2 separate regions of the Mus musculus genome follow, and region 2 is linked to region 1. Evidence: chromatin contacts called from public Hi-C data. All regions are on one chromosome and are shown on one strand. The core of a region is the stretch at or near the end of the contact, and the rest is flanking DNA. Distances in the headings are between cores, read along the strand shown. Region 1 overlaps 4921511C10Rik (RIKEN cDNA 4921511C10 gene). Region 2 overlaps Gm17359 (predicted gene, 17359).

Region 1 (4,095 bases), core at 1,328-3,827:
TAGTGGTAGGAGTGTGAAGGTGATCTCAGAATCACAGGCACATTTTATTTGTCCAGAAACCAATTATATAGCTTTATGTAAACACATAGTATATAAACCACTCTCTTGGTTTGTAAGTATATATACACATATGTGTGTGTGTACATGTGTATGTATGTGTATGGAGGCACGAGGACCTTGGATGTTGTCTTCAGCTGTCCACTTTTTTGTTTTTGGTACAACATTTCTGATTGGCATGGAGCTTGCTGATTTTGTTAGATGGATTGAACAGTAAACCCCAAGGATCCTCCTGCCTCAGCCTCCCTAGTGGCGGACTCACCGCAGCTGGCTTTAAAGAAGAGATTTAAGGACATGTATTAATTATGTATCATAATGGGTCTCACTGTGGCATTCTCATGCATGTATCTTGATCTTATTACTCCTCACTCCCAGCCCTCTCTTGTCCCCCTCCCCCTCCTCCTGTCCTCCTCCCAGCTCACCTTTCTGTCTACATTAAAGCCTTATAAAATATGTGTGATGCAATGAGTTTCATTAGAGTTGTTTACAGGATCATGGCTACCTTCTGAGTGGTTACACTACTGGAGCAAACATGTTTTCCACCATCAACCTCGAACCTCATACAAACCCTTCCAGAGGGGTGGGGTCCTGTGAGCCCTCACTCTTTTCATGACATCACATCAGCTCAGGAGCGTATCAGTTCCCATGCTTGGAAGTCAGTGTTCCTCGAGGAAGCCTCTCGCTCCTCCCTTTCCTGAAGCTCTTACATCCGTTCCACTCTTTTCTCTTGCCTTGTTCCCTGACCCTTAAAAGTGTGATGCAGATGTTACACTTATAGTCGGACATTTTAACTAATTTAGTCTCAGTCCTTGGACCAGTTTTGAGTCTCTGCTGCCTCTGCTGACCACTGCCGAAGCTAACAGAGTACTAACTGAAGGTTACAAACACAGTTATCTGGAAGACAATGAGATGATTGTTCCAGGTCCATTCGGCAAAACCCCAGCCAGCGTCCCCATGACCTCCTCAGCCACAGGTTTCTGTCTGGATTTATATCGTATCAGAGGTGAAATCCCTTATGTGGAGAAGGCACCCAATGCAGTTGGGAAGTGTTGATGACCGCATTTCAGCCTTGCCACTGTCGCGCTAGTGGGTTCACCTTACTTGGCTTACTCAGGATTGTTGCACGTGAGTCATGTCCAAGTAATACTGTTGCCGACTTTCCTCCCCCGCAGCCTGCATAGCACCTTCCAGGGCTGGGAGAGTTAGCCACTAAGGGAGGAAGCCTGCATAGCACCTTCCAGGGCTGGGAGAGCCAGCCACTAGGGAGGGAGCTTCCAACCCAGTTCCTGCTCCAGATCCCTAGGTCCTTCCACCAAGGCGTATTTGCCTGCCCTTTTTTAAAATGTAGGTCCTGGGAGCTGAACTCAGGTCTTCCTGCGTGAGCAGCAGACACTTTATAGACTGAGCTATCTTGAAGCCCCCGTATAAACTCCTTCTCAGTAGCTTGTGTTTTTAAAGCACTGGTGTTCAGGTGAAGCAATAGTGGATATTTATTTATTTTTCTAAATTCTATAAGAACACCTATAACTTCCATAATGCAGACCCCAGAAATGAACACAGAAGGCTTTTAATAGGTATAACTACTAGGATTCTCACACTGAGTATAGGAATGACTTTAGTCTATAGTGAGTCTGTGAGGCTTGTTTGGAATCATACATAGGTGAGAAGAAGCCGAGAAACTTAGCATTTGAAGCCCAGTATAAACTTCTTTTAATTCATCTAGTACGCTCTGAGGTATATGTGATACTTTGTGTATACGGCTATTCTCACCTCAGGGAAATTAATAAATTATATCTTAGGCATGTGCTACTCCAAATAATGTGCTACTCCAAATAACAACAGAGGTTCTTACAAAGAGATGCTATATAAAACCAGACATTGTCTTGATCTTTTGGCTATGAGCTCAGCCGTATAAGAGTCATCTCTCCAGGTCTACAAAACAGACATTATCTTAAGTCATATTCTCTTAGTGGCTTCCTTCTCCTACTCAACGGCATGGTTATTCTGAGACCTAGCATGCAGACAAAAGGTCAGAGAGAAGACTTGGGAGGTTTCCTTCTGCACTGGTCACTAACATGTCCTAACTAGAGGAGGAAACCCACAGCAATGACAGTACAGTGTGAAGAAGGTTCAAGGGCCAAATCCTGGTGCTGCTTAGTGTTGGTTACAGGAATGAAAAGAAAACAGCACGCGCTGCTCAGAGGCTTCTGGAAGCTGCTGTTCTCCTGCCAAGGAGTTGTAGCTCGGTACTTTTCTGAGATCACAGAGGTTTCTTTCAAGTCCATAAAGCTCTGGAAAGAGCGTCAAGCCCCATGTCTAGCTACATGGTAAATAAAATGAACCCATGTCTCAAGCTCTCATTTTCCTTCTGCACAAGAAACCCAAGAACTGCTGACGGCGTGACGGGTGAAAGTTCTATCCAGTAGTTTTACTTTTGTGTCTTGATCCACAGTCGAACGCTTACCCATTTCTTTATTTGCTTTCCCTTGTTTTGACAAGCGTAGGACAGCAGTTCTCAACCCGTGGGTCATGACCCCCTTGAGGGTTGATATTTACATTGTGTTTTGTAACAGTAGCAAATCACAGTTGTGAAGTGGCAGCAAAACACCTTTGAGGGACTGTGTTAGAGGGACTGTGTTAGAGGGACTGTGTTAGAGGGACTGTGTTAGAGGGACTGTGTTAGAGGGACTGTGTTAGAGGGACTGTGTTAGAGGGACTGTGTTAGAGGGACTGTGTTAGAGGGACTGTGTTAGAGGGACTGTGTTAGAGGGACTGTGTTAGAGGGACTGTGTTTGTTAGAGGGACTGTGTTTGTTAGAGGGACTGTGTTAGAGGGACTGTGTTTGTTAGAGGGACTGTGTTAGAGGGACTGTGTTAGAGGGACTGTGTTAGAGGGACTGTGTTAGAGGGACTGTGTTAGAGGGACTGTGTTAGAGGGACTGTGTTAGAGGGACTGTGTTAGAGGGACTGTCTCAGCATTAGGGAGGTTGAGAACCACTGGGACTTTAGAGCTGCCTAGACTCTAGGAAATTAAGAAAAATGAGTGTTTTGACATTTCTTCTGTGTGGCCTTGCCTTAAGCAGAGTTAATGGAAAGGGCTGAGCTGCTTTGTAAGAAGTGCCAGGTAGGGAAATAGGCGGTGCTATCTGTGACTCTGGTGGGGCATGACTGGGCATTATTTATTTTGATGTTTTCCTACCCGAGTCAATTCTTTATTGATGTCAGAAGTTCCTGGAACCCACATGTGTGATCCTGCATGAGGCAGGAACGTTCTACTTTTCAGGGACTGAAACCACGACGACCGGGTGCAGGCTGGCAGGCCGGGGCCACAGCTGATTAGTAAACGCACCCTGTGTCTCACAGGACACTCATTCCTGAAGCACCGTGCCATTTTTGAAAAGCAATATATGTTCTTTTCTTTTTATGGTTGCAAGGTATAGAGGGTGTAAGACCAGTTTTGGAAATAACACTTTTGTAATATTGCTCTAGAAATTGAGAAAAGTACTCACAGATAAAATATCAGGATCCCCCCCCCCACCCCCCCCAGGAAGCTGAAAGTTTAAGTTATCAAGCTGATTAGATTTCGTTCATAATTTCTCCTTCCTTGCTCTCTCAAGATTTGAACCTGAATGCATCTGTTATCACCAAGTTAGTTATGGCACCTGGTAGTGTCAAACTCAAAAAAGCCAAGCAGTATGAACTTTTATGTCCTGTTAATATCCCGGAGAATCAGAAAGCAGAGGCAGGCCAACCAACAGCGCTTGCTTCCAGGTCAGACAACCAGTGAGATGCCAAGTACCTGTGGGCTCGTGTTTATTAGAAATACAATAATGTATAAGAAAGAGTTGCCATAGGCAGAAAGCATTCTAAGCCTGGAAGTTGGGCTTGGCAAAAAAGGTTACACAGAATTCAACAACAACAACAACAACAACAACAACCTTCTTGCCACCGCCCCCCCCCAAACAAAACAAAACAAAACAAAACAAAACAAAACAGTCTTCAATGGCCAGACATACCTGGGTATCCATGAACTATTAGA
Region 2 (3,985 bases), core at 1,352-3,851, 140 kb before region 1:
ACAGGGTACTGAAGGAGTCTAGTCTAAGAATAAACCACGAAGAGGCCTGGGCTGCTATGGAAGGATTCTATGATCAATTCTGATGGGACAGTCAATCAGTGTGGATAGTTGATTTGTTCAGTGTCCACCCAGGGGCAAGAGGAGATATGGCTGAAGACTGAAGTCCAGACCTGAGAAACTGCTGGCAGGTTTTTGTCCAAGTGGCTCCTCCACAATTCCATTTGGTTTTTCAAGTCTTGACAAAACAAGGATTGGGTAGAACTCCCATGTATATTAACATCTTACCCTGTCTGATTGCTAGGGGTTTTGGTGTTGGTGTTTTGTTTTTGTTTTGAGTTATGAATAACTATTCTGTTTTTTTTTTAATTGTCTCAATTTGAAATTACCTTTCTGTTCTAGACACTCTAAAGAACTGTTTCCATTAAGAGATTATGGATTTCTGGAAAGATATTCTACCAGGGGTAGGATTCTGATTTTCAGTCTGGGCTAGAGATGGGAAGACAAGAGAGCTGAGGTGACAGATTCTCCTGTGTTTTTACAGAGTAACTGTTGTGTTCCGACATCCTCTCTTGTGAACAAATGGATGTTATACTAGTGTCAAAAAGAAACCTAATTTAGAATAGAGGAAGGAGAGGAAGCCAAGCCACTGCTCTCAGGCGCAGGACAGGAAATCTTCCGACCAGTGTTCCCGTGATTTATTTGCTATGAGAAGTTCTGGGAAGGGGGAATTAGGAGCTACTAATTATGATTGTTTTTTAACTTCTAGAGTCAAGACCATGGGCAAAATTCCTGGGTTAAAACAGACAGATGCCTGCTGTTCTGACGGCCTTATGAATCTCCTTGGATTGTTTGTTTGTTTGTTTGTTTGTTTAGAAATTACATCAATGCAGCGCTAACTTCAGTTATACTACAGAACTATTGGCAGAGAAATAGACTTTTTTGCAGCATGCTGAGCGAGCCTGGTGGAAGCTGTAGAGGTCAGAAGGTATGTATGACCTTGTATCCTGGTAGGGGTCTTGCTCTGGCATATACTCATCCAATTACAAAATAATTTTCAATAACAGCAACGTTTTCTGTTTGGGGAACATTCCATTTTCTTCAATGCAATGGGTTAAGTAAGATCTGCCTTCCTACACAGTCACAATCTGGCTTGAATTCTAGTGAGAACTCCTCCTGTTTCCCGATCTCTTTTCTCCTCCTGTCTCTTTTTCTCCCCCTCTCCTCCCCTCTCTGATTCTGTTTCTCTGTGTCTCTGTCTCTTTCATTCCCCTCTCTCTTCCCTCACACCCCACCCTTGCTTTTCATGTATTGGAAGGCCCACAGGATACATATAATATGATTCTCAGGCTTCGTACAATGTTGTCATTCCCTTTTTTATTTAATGACCCAGGGTCAGCTATATAGTCTAGGACATCTTTAAACTGTTATTCTTCTGCCTCAGCATCCCAAGCACTAGGGTTACAGATATGTTCTGTCATGCTTGGTCCACCCTGTGGGCTGAAGTATAATCATGCAGGGCCAGGGAGATAGCACAGGGTGCAGTGTCTTCAGGCCCCAGAATCTGCATGGTAGAAGGGAAGAACTGACTCCAAGTTGTCCTCTGACATCTGACACCACACACACACACACACACACACACACACACACACACACACCACATTAAATAAATTGGGTCCAATCAAAGACAGTCTCTTGGCAAGCCCAGACTGCCATCATTTTCAGCTTTGTCACGAGCATGTCACTTTCTGTGCAGATCTCGAGTTTACAGTCATCCACTGTCTCCACACCAATGACATCATCCTTACCTACCTTTCCACTTGGATTGATAACTAGCTCCATGTGCAAAGTTCATACTTACTCTTCTTGCATCATAACCCTGTTTGTTTGGTTCCCCCAAACAATAACATTCTTTTACAATTTGTCATCTTGCCCCCCACTTTCTCTTTTTCCTGGGTTTGTGTTTCTGTAACCCTAACAGCATTTCTTGTCTTTCTGCATAAAATCACTGAAAACACCACTGGACAAGACAAAGCTACCTCCTTCGTGTCTCCTCTAATCAATTATTGAAGAACAAAGCTTGAAACAGAATGGAATGTCCAGGTGGAGTACCAGTTAAACATTGACTGCCAGTTGCGATTTCTCCAGTGTGGCTCTCTGCTAGAACACAGAGGACACCACAGTGACCGTAAATAATCCTAGGAATGCCAAAGAGGAACCAAGAATTTGGAATATAGATCCCTACGCTTTGGTGCATGTAGAAATGGGAACTTAAGAGTAGCTCAATTTAGAGACTTTAGTATGTTTTTTAATTAATTGGATTCTGAGATTCATACTGTACCAAAAACCAGTGTTAGAAAATTTGTTTTGCAATTTTCCCTGAGGCGCTTTGTTTATCAAACATCTTTCTCACATGGTTTCTTAAACATACCAAAATGTTAATGATAGAAGGAATGCTTTCAGAAGACATCTTGCTTAGCTCAGAGCGCTCGCTGAGTTTCACGCTGTGAATTCACCTACTTGTGAGTCCACCTGTGAGCTGTGTGGTTGTGTGGCTGCGTCAGCTCGAGGGCTGAAGGAAGCACCACCAGCTCCCACATCCCACAATTCAGTCCGGGGAGCACAGGTGAGGTCATAGCTGGACCGAGTGAGACGAGACTAGAAAGTGTGTTCCAGGACTGGGGAGACTGCTCAGTGAGTACGCACTCACGCAGATGCAAGCATTTAAGTTCAGATCTCCCAGAGACACATAAAGCCAGACGTAGTTCCTGTGTCTGTAAGCACAGCACTCTAGTGGCGAGATGACAGGCAGAGACAAGATAATCCCCGGATGATCTTGGGCCAGCTAGCCTGGATGCACAGTGTCAAACAAGAGAGCCTGTCTCCAACCAGGTGGACACCTGAAGTTCTCCTCTGACTTCTGTATGTGCACAGTGACAACCATAACCAGCACTTACCCATATGCACACACACATATGCACACTCACACACACATACGCACAGAGACAGAAACAGATTTAAAAAAAAAAAGTACTCTCAGCTGCATCTACTTGATCTACTTGTAGAATGAAATTACGTTTGTCTCTCTCCCTGCACAAAAATCAATTCAAAGTGGATTAAAGACGTTAATGTAAACCTGAAAAGGTCTCCAATAGCACAAGAATTAACAAACAAGATTACATGAAATTAAGATGCTTCCACATAACAAAGGAAATAATTACCAGAGTGAAGAAACAGCCATAGAAATCAGAAACAACAATGAACATCTTTGCTAACTACACCTTAGACACCCGTGTGTGTGTATTGCTTTCTAGAACTGCAAAAGCTAAATCCAATAGAAAGAAAGAAAATCCAATCAATAAATGGACTAATAAACAGAATGAACAGTTGTCAAAAAAAAACACAAACGAGCAATAATATTTGAAAGGTGTTTAATGTTCTTAGCCTTCAGGGCAGCACAGATGAAAACAGCTTCTAGATTCCATCTCATCCCAGTCAGAATGGCTGAGTAAGGAAACCACAGATAACCACAGATGCTGGAGCGGCTGCTGCTGAGGATGTAAACTTGTATGGCCACCATAAAGCACTTCCCTGCACTGTTCGGTAGCATCTCATACACTCTCCCCTTATTCTTAAAGCTTTGCTTCTCTCTCCCATCGTTAGTCCCTTTTCCTTTTAACTTAACCATAAGCTTCCATAGATTTATTAATCTCTAAAATCTTCGTACCCTAACATCATTCCAACTTTTTCCCCTCCTAGATATTTTATCCACCTTTTAAAACAAGTTCAGTGTTGATCTAATACTTAATCTTTATCCTCTTCCACCTTGTTTCCCTCCTATCCTCAATCATTAACTAAAATCTGAGCCAATGCCTTACGGTCTGTGGTTGTTTATCCTCCAACAGTTATTGAAGTCAAAAGGGCCACTGTCATTCATGGGCTAGTCTGACATTTGCATAGTGACACTATCAAGCACTAGTGGTTGCTC

The links. Hi-C and Micro-C count contacts between places; a contact is called where the count stands out from the background.
Region 2: a contact with region 1 is called in a Hi-C map of liver, with 2.6 times the contacts expected there. The contact joins two enhancer-like sites. A contact is called at or near these places in 6 of 484 Hi-C or Micro-C datasets (liver, nephron progenitors and ventricular fibroblasts) and 3 of 115 datasets of contacts at active chromatin or transcription factors (bone marrow-derived dendritic cells, bone marrow-derived macrophages and hepatocytes).

What each region holds. Positions count from the first base shown.
Region 1 is chr3:79,241,628-79,245,722 of GRCm38.p6, reverse strand. The region is part of intron 1 of 4921511C10Rik (RIKEN cDNA 4921511C10 gene); the gene reads right to left. It also overlaps a transcript of Rapgef2 not described here. Among named protein-coding and RNA genes, the nearest start is that of 4921511C10Rik, 31 kb to the right of the region's middle. Within about 2 kb of position 2,577, at least 80 of the 459 cell types and tissues checked have an H3K27ac peak or open chromatin away from gene starts, as enhancers often do. A contact at or near this core is called in hepatocytes and liver, where this site is marked.
Region 2 is chr3:79,378,222-79,382,206 of GRCm38.p6, reverse strand. The region is part of intron 1 of Gm17359 (predicted gene, 17359); the gene reads right to left. Among named protein-coding and RNA genes, the nearest start is that of Gm17359, 35 kb to the right of the region's middle. Within about 2 kb of position 2,601, at least 9 of the 459 cell types and tissues checked have an H3K27ac peak or open chromatin away from gene starts, as enhancers often do. A contact at or near this core is called in hepatocytes and liver, where this site is marked.